2 separate regions of the Pan troglodytes genome follow, and region 2 is linked to region 1. The links are chromatin contacts, called in public Hi-C maps. All regions are on one chromosome and are shown on one strand. Each heading gives the region's core, a stretch centred on a gene start, on an enhancer-like site or on the middle of the called end of the contact. The rest is flanking DNA. Distances are from core to core; before and after follow the strand shown. Region 1 overlaps HDAC11 (histone deacetylase 11). Region 2 holds the start of WNT7A (Wnt family member 7A).

Evidence for each region. Hi-C and Micro-C count contacts between places; a contact is called where the count stands out from the background.
Region 2: a contact with region 1 is called in a Hi-C map of induced pluripotent stem cells, with 5 times the contacts expected there. The contact joins the promoter of WNT7A here to the enhancer-like site in region 1. A contact is called at or near these places in 3 of 7 Hi-C or Micro-C datasets (induced pluripotent stem cells and stem cell-derived neural progenitor cells) and 1 of 1 other capture datasets (stem cell-derived neural stem cells).

What each region holds. Positions count from the first base shown.
Region 1 is chr2:17,501,923-17,505,413 of NHGRI_mPanTro3-v2.0_pri, reverse strand. HDAC11 (histone deacetylase 11) reads right to left here. Exons shown (of 10, transcript XM_016940518.2): 5 at 3,117-3,159; 6 at 887-963. Among named protein-coding and RNA genes, the nearest start is that of HDAC11, 20 kb to the right of the region's middle. Within about 2 kb of position 1,358, at least 1 of the 24 cell types and tissues checked has an H3K27ac peak or open chromatin away from gene starts, as enhancers often do. A contact at or near this core is called in induced pluripotent stem cells, where this site is marked.
Region 2 is chr2:17,878,575-17,882,486 of NHGRI_mPanTro3-v2.0_pri, reverse strand. It overlaps WNT7A (Wnt family member 7A), which reads left to right and starts at 1,349. Exons shown (of 4, transcript XM_016940526.4): 1 at 1,349-1,681. The coding sequence starts at 1,611.

The DNA of each region.
Region 1 (3,491 bases), core at 109-2,608:
AGGTGGTCAGGGAAGGCTCCCTGGAGGAGGGGGCATGTCCTGTGCCCTGAAGGGTCATAGGTCAGGAGATAAGTGGGTCACTCAGGCCCTGGATTTTCCCAGATTCCCTAGGAAATGTGTAGGGGTTAAGGAGAGAATCCCCACAGCCCTGGGACTTCAGTCCCCAACTTCTGCCTCATCCTACAAGGCCAAGTCCTAAATGCCCCCTCTTCCAGGAAGCCTTCGTTCCCTCCTCCCCAGGAAGGTCTCCTGTGCTTCCCCCTTCTCCTAATGGCCTGCCTCCCCCCATCAGTCTATGTGCCCCATGAGAGCAGGCACACATAGGAACAGGTCGGTCAGTTCCTGATGCCCAGCACAAGGCCAGGCACAGAGTGGCAGGGGAGTTGCGGGGCCCCACAGACCAGAGGCCAGCACCAATTCTGCCCCTGCTATTTGCATGCCCTCACCTCTGTGGGCCCCTGTCTGTCTGTGAGGATTCAGGGAGTAAGTCCTGGAGCACAGCGCGGGTTGGAGCATGCAGAAGTGCCAGGTGCTATCAGCACCATCATTCTTTCCACTCCCTACTCCCTTTGCCAGCCATGCCCTTCTTCCTACAACTTAATATGTGGCTATACAGCAGATCCTGACCCTCTCTAGTCCCCTGGCTCTGTGGGAGGCTGGAATAACTCCCTTCCACCACAGGCAACCCTTCTAAGCAACATGGAAGAGGAGCAAGTGTCAGATCTGGATTCAGTTCCAGCCTGGCTGAGCAACCCAAACAAGCCCCCTCCCTGCTCCAGCATAGGCCCCTTGTCTATAATTCAGGGTGAGAACAGTCAATTTGGAGCTATGGGGAGGATTCCAGGAGGGCTCTTGGAGGCGAGACCCCACTTGCTCATAGACACACCTTGATGGCGAGCGTGATGTCCGCATAGGCACAGAAGCCCCCGCCACGGTCGCTGGAGCAGTGGTGGAAGCCACCCCCTGCGGAAGGGCAGAGAGCGGTGCTGCTCAGAGCCAGGCTCCCAGGCTCAGTCCAGGAGCTCCTCCATCCCTTCACCTCCCCCAGCATCCTCCCTGCTCAGCTCTCAGGAACCTGTGCCTCGGACTCTGGGTTGGCAAACTAAGCTGAGTGCTGGGGCATGTCACCATCCCCAGGCCAGAAGGCAGCCACATCTTCAGGGTGTCCCCAGCAAGTCCTCAGTGCCACTCACACCCCTAAGCAACAGATAGCTCATCATTCCAGAAGCAGAAAGCTGCTCCTTGTCCCCACTAAGCTGGGCCTGGCTCCATGTGGCTCCCCACTCCAGGAAGGAGTGGTGGTATGGGGGCCAGGCGGATTCTGCCAGTGGCCAAAGCGGGTGGTCAGGAAGGGCACCCTCTGCTGGTCATGACTGCCTACAGCCACGAGGAGGGCCCTAGAGCCCGGGATCCATCACCCCTCAACCCTGAGACACAGCCTCAGAGCCCTAGGGCCCATAGAGACCCCCTCCCCTGCAGCCCCTGGGATGGCCTGAATTGCAGAGGCCCTCTGAAATTGAGCCCAACAACTGCTCCGTCAGACAGTGTGCAGCTGGCCCCATGGATACCAGGAACTCGCCTCTCCCACCCCCCAGGAGGCTACTGTTGGCTCCTAATGATGAGAAGACAGCCACAGTGAACACCTGACTGAGCAACTGAGCTTGCTGAAGACTCCCTCCAGCCCGAGGAGGGGCATTAGTATCATCATCCCCATTTTACAGATGAGGAGACTGACCCACAGAGGAAGTCAGCAACTTGCCCAGGGTCACACAGCCAGGTAATGGCAGAACCAGGATCAAACCCAGGGTGGATCAGGATCCAGGCTCTTAACCTCTACCAGGCAGTAACACCTGCCATGGGGAGGGCCATCCAGGCCCTCCTCGGAACCCTGCTGTAGACACGCAGGGCACAGATCACTCCCGGGTTTGTGCAGCAGAGTACCATAACATCATTACTATGCCAGACTGAATGCTAGGCACTTGGTAATACCAAGATGGAAGAGACCCAGCCCCTGCAGAGTGGGGCTCCCCTCAACTGTGCAGTGGCCCAAGGTGGACTCTCCCCTGCAGAGTTCAGAGCCAAAGGCTGGGGGACCCTGCTTTAGGGCTCTACACGATCCAGTACGCATCTTTCCATGTCCATTTCCTCATCAGTGAGACAGGCCTGACAATTATGCCCAGCTCAAATAAGAGTCTGGGTGAAGGCCGGGCGTGGTGGCTCATGTCTGTAATCTTAGCACTTTGGGAGGCCGAGGCGGGCGTATCACCTGAGGTCGGGAGTTCAAGACCCAGCCTGACCAACATGGAGAAACCCTGTCTCTACTAAAAATACAAAATTAGCCGGGCATGGTGGTGCATGCCTGTAATCTCAGCTACTCAGGAGGCTGAGGCGGGAGAATTGTTTGAACCTGGGAGGCGGAGGTTGCGGTGAGCCGAGATCGCGCCATTGCACTCCAGCCTGGGCAACAAGAGCGAAACTACGTCTCGAAAAAGAAAAAAAGAGCCTGGTGAAAAAGAGCTTTGTAAATTGTCAAGTGCTGTGCCTCCAGGAGGGACAATGACAGGGACAAGGGAGACTCTCGTGCAGCCCTCCCATGAGCCAATCTTGTGGGAGATTCAAAGGGGCTGGGGAGCACGGGCCCTCTGGACCCTTGAGAAGGTGGTGGTATTGACCCCGGATGTGCCCACCCAACCCAACATGACCAAGCCTCTGTGGGCTGTCCTGGGCCCCAGGACACAGGTGGAGTCCTTCAGGGAAGACACAAGGCAGGCTTCAGACCATGCTGAGCTGCCCAAGGATGGCACACGCTCTCTGGAAGGGAGGAAGCTCCCTGCCACTGGAAGTACGCAAAGAGGGGGCTGGGGAACCACCCGGGGACCTCCTTAGACAAGGATCCCACGTCAGATGGAGGCACTGGTCAGTCTCTCCCAGGTACCTAGGAGGCTACACATCAACCTCCAGGCCACTCCACAAGGAGGCTAGGGTGACTTGGGAAAACCAGAGCTTCTGAATTCACAGCTGCCACCTCCAGGATCCTCCCGCCCTCCCCCAGCCCCCTTTCAGGCCAGTTCCACCAAGCCGGGCTGGACATTCCCCAGGACATTCCCAGCACTCACCCACGTTGATGGCCCAGCCTCGCTCCACAGCCAGCTTCCCCGCCTTTGGAGACAAGCAGAGGGTGAGGGGGCGCAGGCAGCCGATCCATCAATCATTCATTCACTGATTCATGCACTCATTCCATAAACACTGCTTCTAGCCAGCTCTGGGGGAAGGATGAGCTGAGCTACAAGGCAGGGGTATAGAAGGAACTCCCTACCCCAAGCAACAGTCCAGGAAGTAAGTGCCAGCTTGGCTGGCATATGAGATGTACAGTGCATAAGCACCTTTGCAATTGTGCAAGGAAACTGGAAAAAATAAAAGTACTTATCATCCATCACATATGAGCTGACAATAATTTTGATATGGCTTTCAAAGGGAAAATAGGCAAAGTT
Region 2 (3,912 bases), core at 100-2,599, 380 kb before region 1:
ATCGTGGTTGGCACAGAATATGGAATATGAATGAATACCTGAATGGTGGCTTTCGGGTGTGTGTGTGTGTGTGTGTGTGTGTGTGTGTGTGTGTAATTTAGAAAGGCAATCTTGAAGGATAGTCAGGACTGGGTGCAGGAGGTGACTACAGTTGGGCATACTTTGTTTCCCATATGGTTGTGCCACTCGCTAGCTGGTTACTCTGGGCAAACACCTTCACCTCCTTGAGCCTCAGTGTCTTCAGCTGAAACCTGAGTTCAGATTTGCCAGACCCGGGCATAGGGACAGCAGGTCCAGCAGGAACACCAAGCCAGGACCACAGCCACTCCCAGGGAGCTCAGTCCCTGGAGCCCGAGAGGAACACTTTCCGGAGGCGCAGGCACAGCCGCTCCTAGAGACTGGGCAACCCCCAGGTGGCAGGCGGGACCGGTCCGTGCAAACAGGGGACAGGTACCCGGAGGATGGACATTCGCTGGCAAAAACATAAACTGCCGCTCGGAGTCTTGGCACCATCCAATTTCCAGGGACGGTTAGACTCCCCCTAGCTCACTGGATGAGGTGTACACCAAAGAAGGGGGTTAGCCCCCTCGGGTCGGCCAGGGCACTCAAAGCATTCTGTTCCCGGGAGCGAGGCCGAGGTGCACCACCCGCCGCGTCCGCCTGGTGTCGCCGCGAGCGCGCTCTGAGCGGCCAGCTGCGCCCCTCACGCTCCCGCGGCTCAGGCGCCCCACTGCTGTTCCGCGCGGGGCAACTGGGCCTCAGCCCGACTCAGTCTGTCGGCTAACAGCAGGATCCCAGAGGAGGCTGCCCAACCTGGGCACCCCCTGCCGCCACTCTCGAATAGGTGGGGGTAGGGAAGAAATACGCTGAGCCAGTCAGCCCGTCGCTCCGCGAAAGGGGGCGCCCTCCCCTGAAGCTGGGGTTGGGGAACTGGGGTGTGCCCTGTCAGCCCCAGCTCCCTGTTCCGGGCTGGAGGGAGCAGGGCAGCAGACCAAGGCACTAGGCCTCTCGGCCGAGTCTGGTCCACTCCACCCGAGGGCAGCCTCTGGACGCCCACTCGCCCTGCAATCTGCAAGTTAGTGACGGGTGGGGGGCGAGCGGGCTCCTACCGCCTCCAACCGGGCTGTGCTCCCCAGCCTGCCACCTGCACCCCGGAGCAGGGAGGGGGCCCCCGGGAGCGCGCAGGGAAAGGCGCGAGCGCGCGCCTTGTGCAGGCGGCCCTGTCCCGCGGGCGCAGGGGCGCTGGGCGGGCGCTCCCGGGAGGCGGTCGGGGGAGGGGGCGGGGGAGGGACGGGGGAAAGGAGGGAGGGGCGGGGGCGGGAGGCAGCAGCGCCCCCGCACTCCCCGCGTCTCGCACACTTGCACCGGTCGCTCGCGCGCAGCCCGGCGTCGCCCCACGCCGCGCTCGCTCCTCCCTCCCTCCTCCCGCTCCGTGGCTCCCGCGCTCCTGGCGAGGCTCAGGCGCGGAGCGCGCGGACGGGCGCACCGACAGACGGCCCCGGGGACGCCTCGGCTCGCGCCTCCCGGGCGGGCTATGTTGATTGCCCCGCCGGGGCCGGCCCGCGGGATCAGCACAGCCCGGCCCGCGGCCCCGGCGGCCAATCGGGACTATGAACCGGAAAGCGCGGCGCTGCCTGGGCCACCTCTTTCTCAGCCTGGGCATGGTCTACCTCCGGATCGGGTAAGGGCTGCCTGCGCCCTTTCCGCGCGTGTCTCGACAAAGTTGGCACGGCCCGGGGAGGGAGGTGTGCCGCCTGCGAGCCTCTGCCGGCCAACTTCCACAGCTTCTCTGAGAGGCCGGGTGGGTGCGGTGTGGGAGCGGTGGACGCACAAAGACCCCCCGCAGGACACCCCAGGAGATATAGGCAGGGGGACTGGCCATCCTGAGGACGTCTGAGTCTGGAATCCCCCAGGACCAGAGACAGCCGGTAGGGACGCTCCAGCCTGAGGGACTCTGGGGGAGGGCTAGCTGCTGCAAAGGTTCAGCCCATCCCGGGGACCCTTCGGACCCGGGCATAGGGACAGCAGGTCTAGCAGGAACATCAAGCCAGGACCACAGCCAATCTCGGGGAGCTCAGTCCCCGGAGCCCGAGACGAACTCTCTCAGGAGGCGCGGCACAGCCGCTCCTAGAGACTGGGCAGTCCCCAGGTGGCTGGCGGGGCCGGTCCGTGCAAACAGGGAACAGGTACCCAGGAGGAAGGACATTCGCTGGCAAAAACATAAACCGCCGCTCGGAGCCTTGGCACCACCCAATTTCCAGGGGCCCTTAGACTCACAGAGCCCCTTCCCGGGCCAAGGGGACAGCACGTCCCACCCCCAACAAACACACACAAAGGTGGGACGAGAGGCGGCCTGAGACACAGAGGGAGACAAGCGCTAGAGAGAGGCGGGACACCCCGCCCCCTGGAACTGGGCAGCAGAGGCGGCCGGGCGCGCGAGCAGCCCTCCGGCTTCACCTAGCGTTTCTGTGGAGGTGGGGCTCGGGGGCGCTCTGGCTGGAAGGTGGGAAGGGGCAGCTCGGGACGCGTCCTGGAGCTGCTTGTGCAAAGCCGGTCACCCTTTGTACTTAAGACAACGCGTGTGAGGCTCGGAGCGGTGTGGGGGCGGGGGGGTCTGGGCATGGATAGAGGTTCTGGCGCTGAAGGGCCCGCTTGGTAGGTCTCACACACCCTGCCCCTCCAGCCCCCAGCAGTGAACCCATTACCATCCCTTTTGAGGAGGGGTGGACCGCAGGGGCTGCGGCGAGGGGATGTGCGTGGCAGACCCTTTGTGTTTTGTCACTACTACCCCCCTACCCCGTCACTTCCCCAGTCCACGTCTCTGGAGCGGGGATTTCGCAAGTTGTCCGGCCGCGGCCGCTAGCAGGTGCGTGCAGAGCCGACCAGGGGCCGCCAGCCCGACCAGCGGCGGAGAGGCGGCTGCGGGGCTCGCGCCAGTACCGCCAGCCTGCCGGTGTGTTTTAAGTGTTATTGATTCGCCCGCGTCTGGGTGGCTTTCCTTTTTTTCCCCTGCTTTAATCTTCATCTTGGCCCGCGCCCCGCCGCCCCGCGCACATTCAGCATCCAGGAAGCCAGTAGGGCCGATGGGCTGGAGCCGATTGACTCGGGCCGCGTGCGGCTTTATCTCCTTTTTAATTAGAAACGGGGAGGAGGGACCCGGGTGGCGGGGGAGACAGAAAGGGAAAACAGCAGAAAATAACCTCCCCTGGCCGCCCCGCCCGCCCGCGGGCCGCCCTCCGGCCGGCGCCGCGGCCTCCCCGGATTGGCCCTGCGGGGGCCCAGCTGCCCGGCAGGGAGGGAGGGAGGGAGTCCTGCAGGGCGCTGGCTTTCCGCCCCAAGCTGCCCTCTGGGGTAGGGAGAGGTCCAGGTCGGGGAGGTGGGAGTTGCAGGTGACTTCGGGCCAGGCCCTGCTGCTCCCTGCGCCTCGGGCTACTCATCTGTATAGTGGGCATGAGGGGTGAAGTCTCAACGTCCCTAAAAGGTTTTTCCATTTCCCCAGACGTGACGGCTCTACCCGCTTCTGGCTGATGGTGGGGCATCTGCGGTATTCTTATTTTGCTCGGATAGTTCAGGTGACTCCGCACTAGCCTATTGCAACAATCAGATCCGATAATAATAATGATAATTACAACAACAACACCACATTTATGGGGCACTCACTATGTGCCTGGCACCTTCTAAGCACTTTCCATGTTCTAGCACATTTGATTTTCACAGCAGCCAATGAGGTGGGGACTAGTTATCAATACCCTAATTTAGCCATGGAGAAACTGAAGTGCAGAGGGAAGGAAACTTGCCTAAGATCGCACAACTAATAAGTGAAGGAAGCTTGGATGAGAACCTAGGCCAGACCCTTAGGGGCTAGTCTATTGCACCTATGAATTTTTGGCCCCAGTATGCCAACCTATCCAC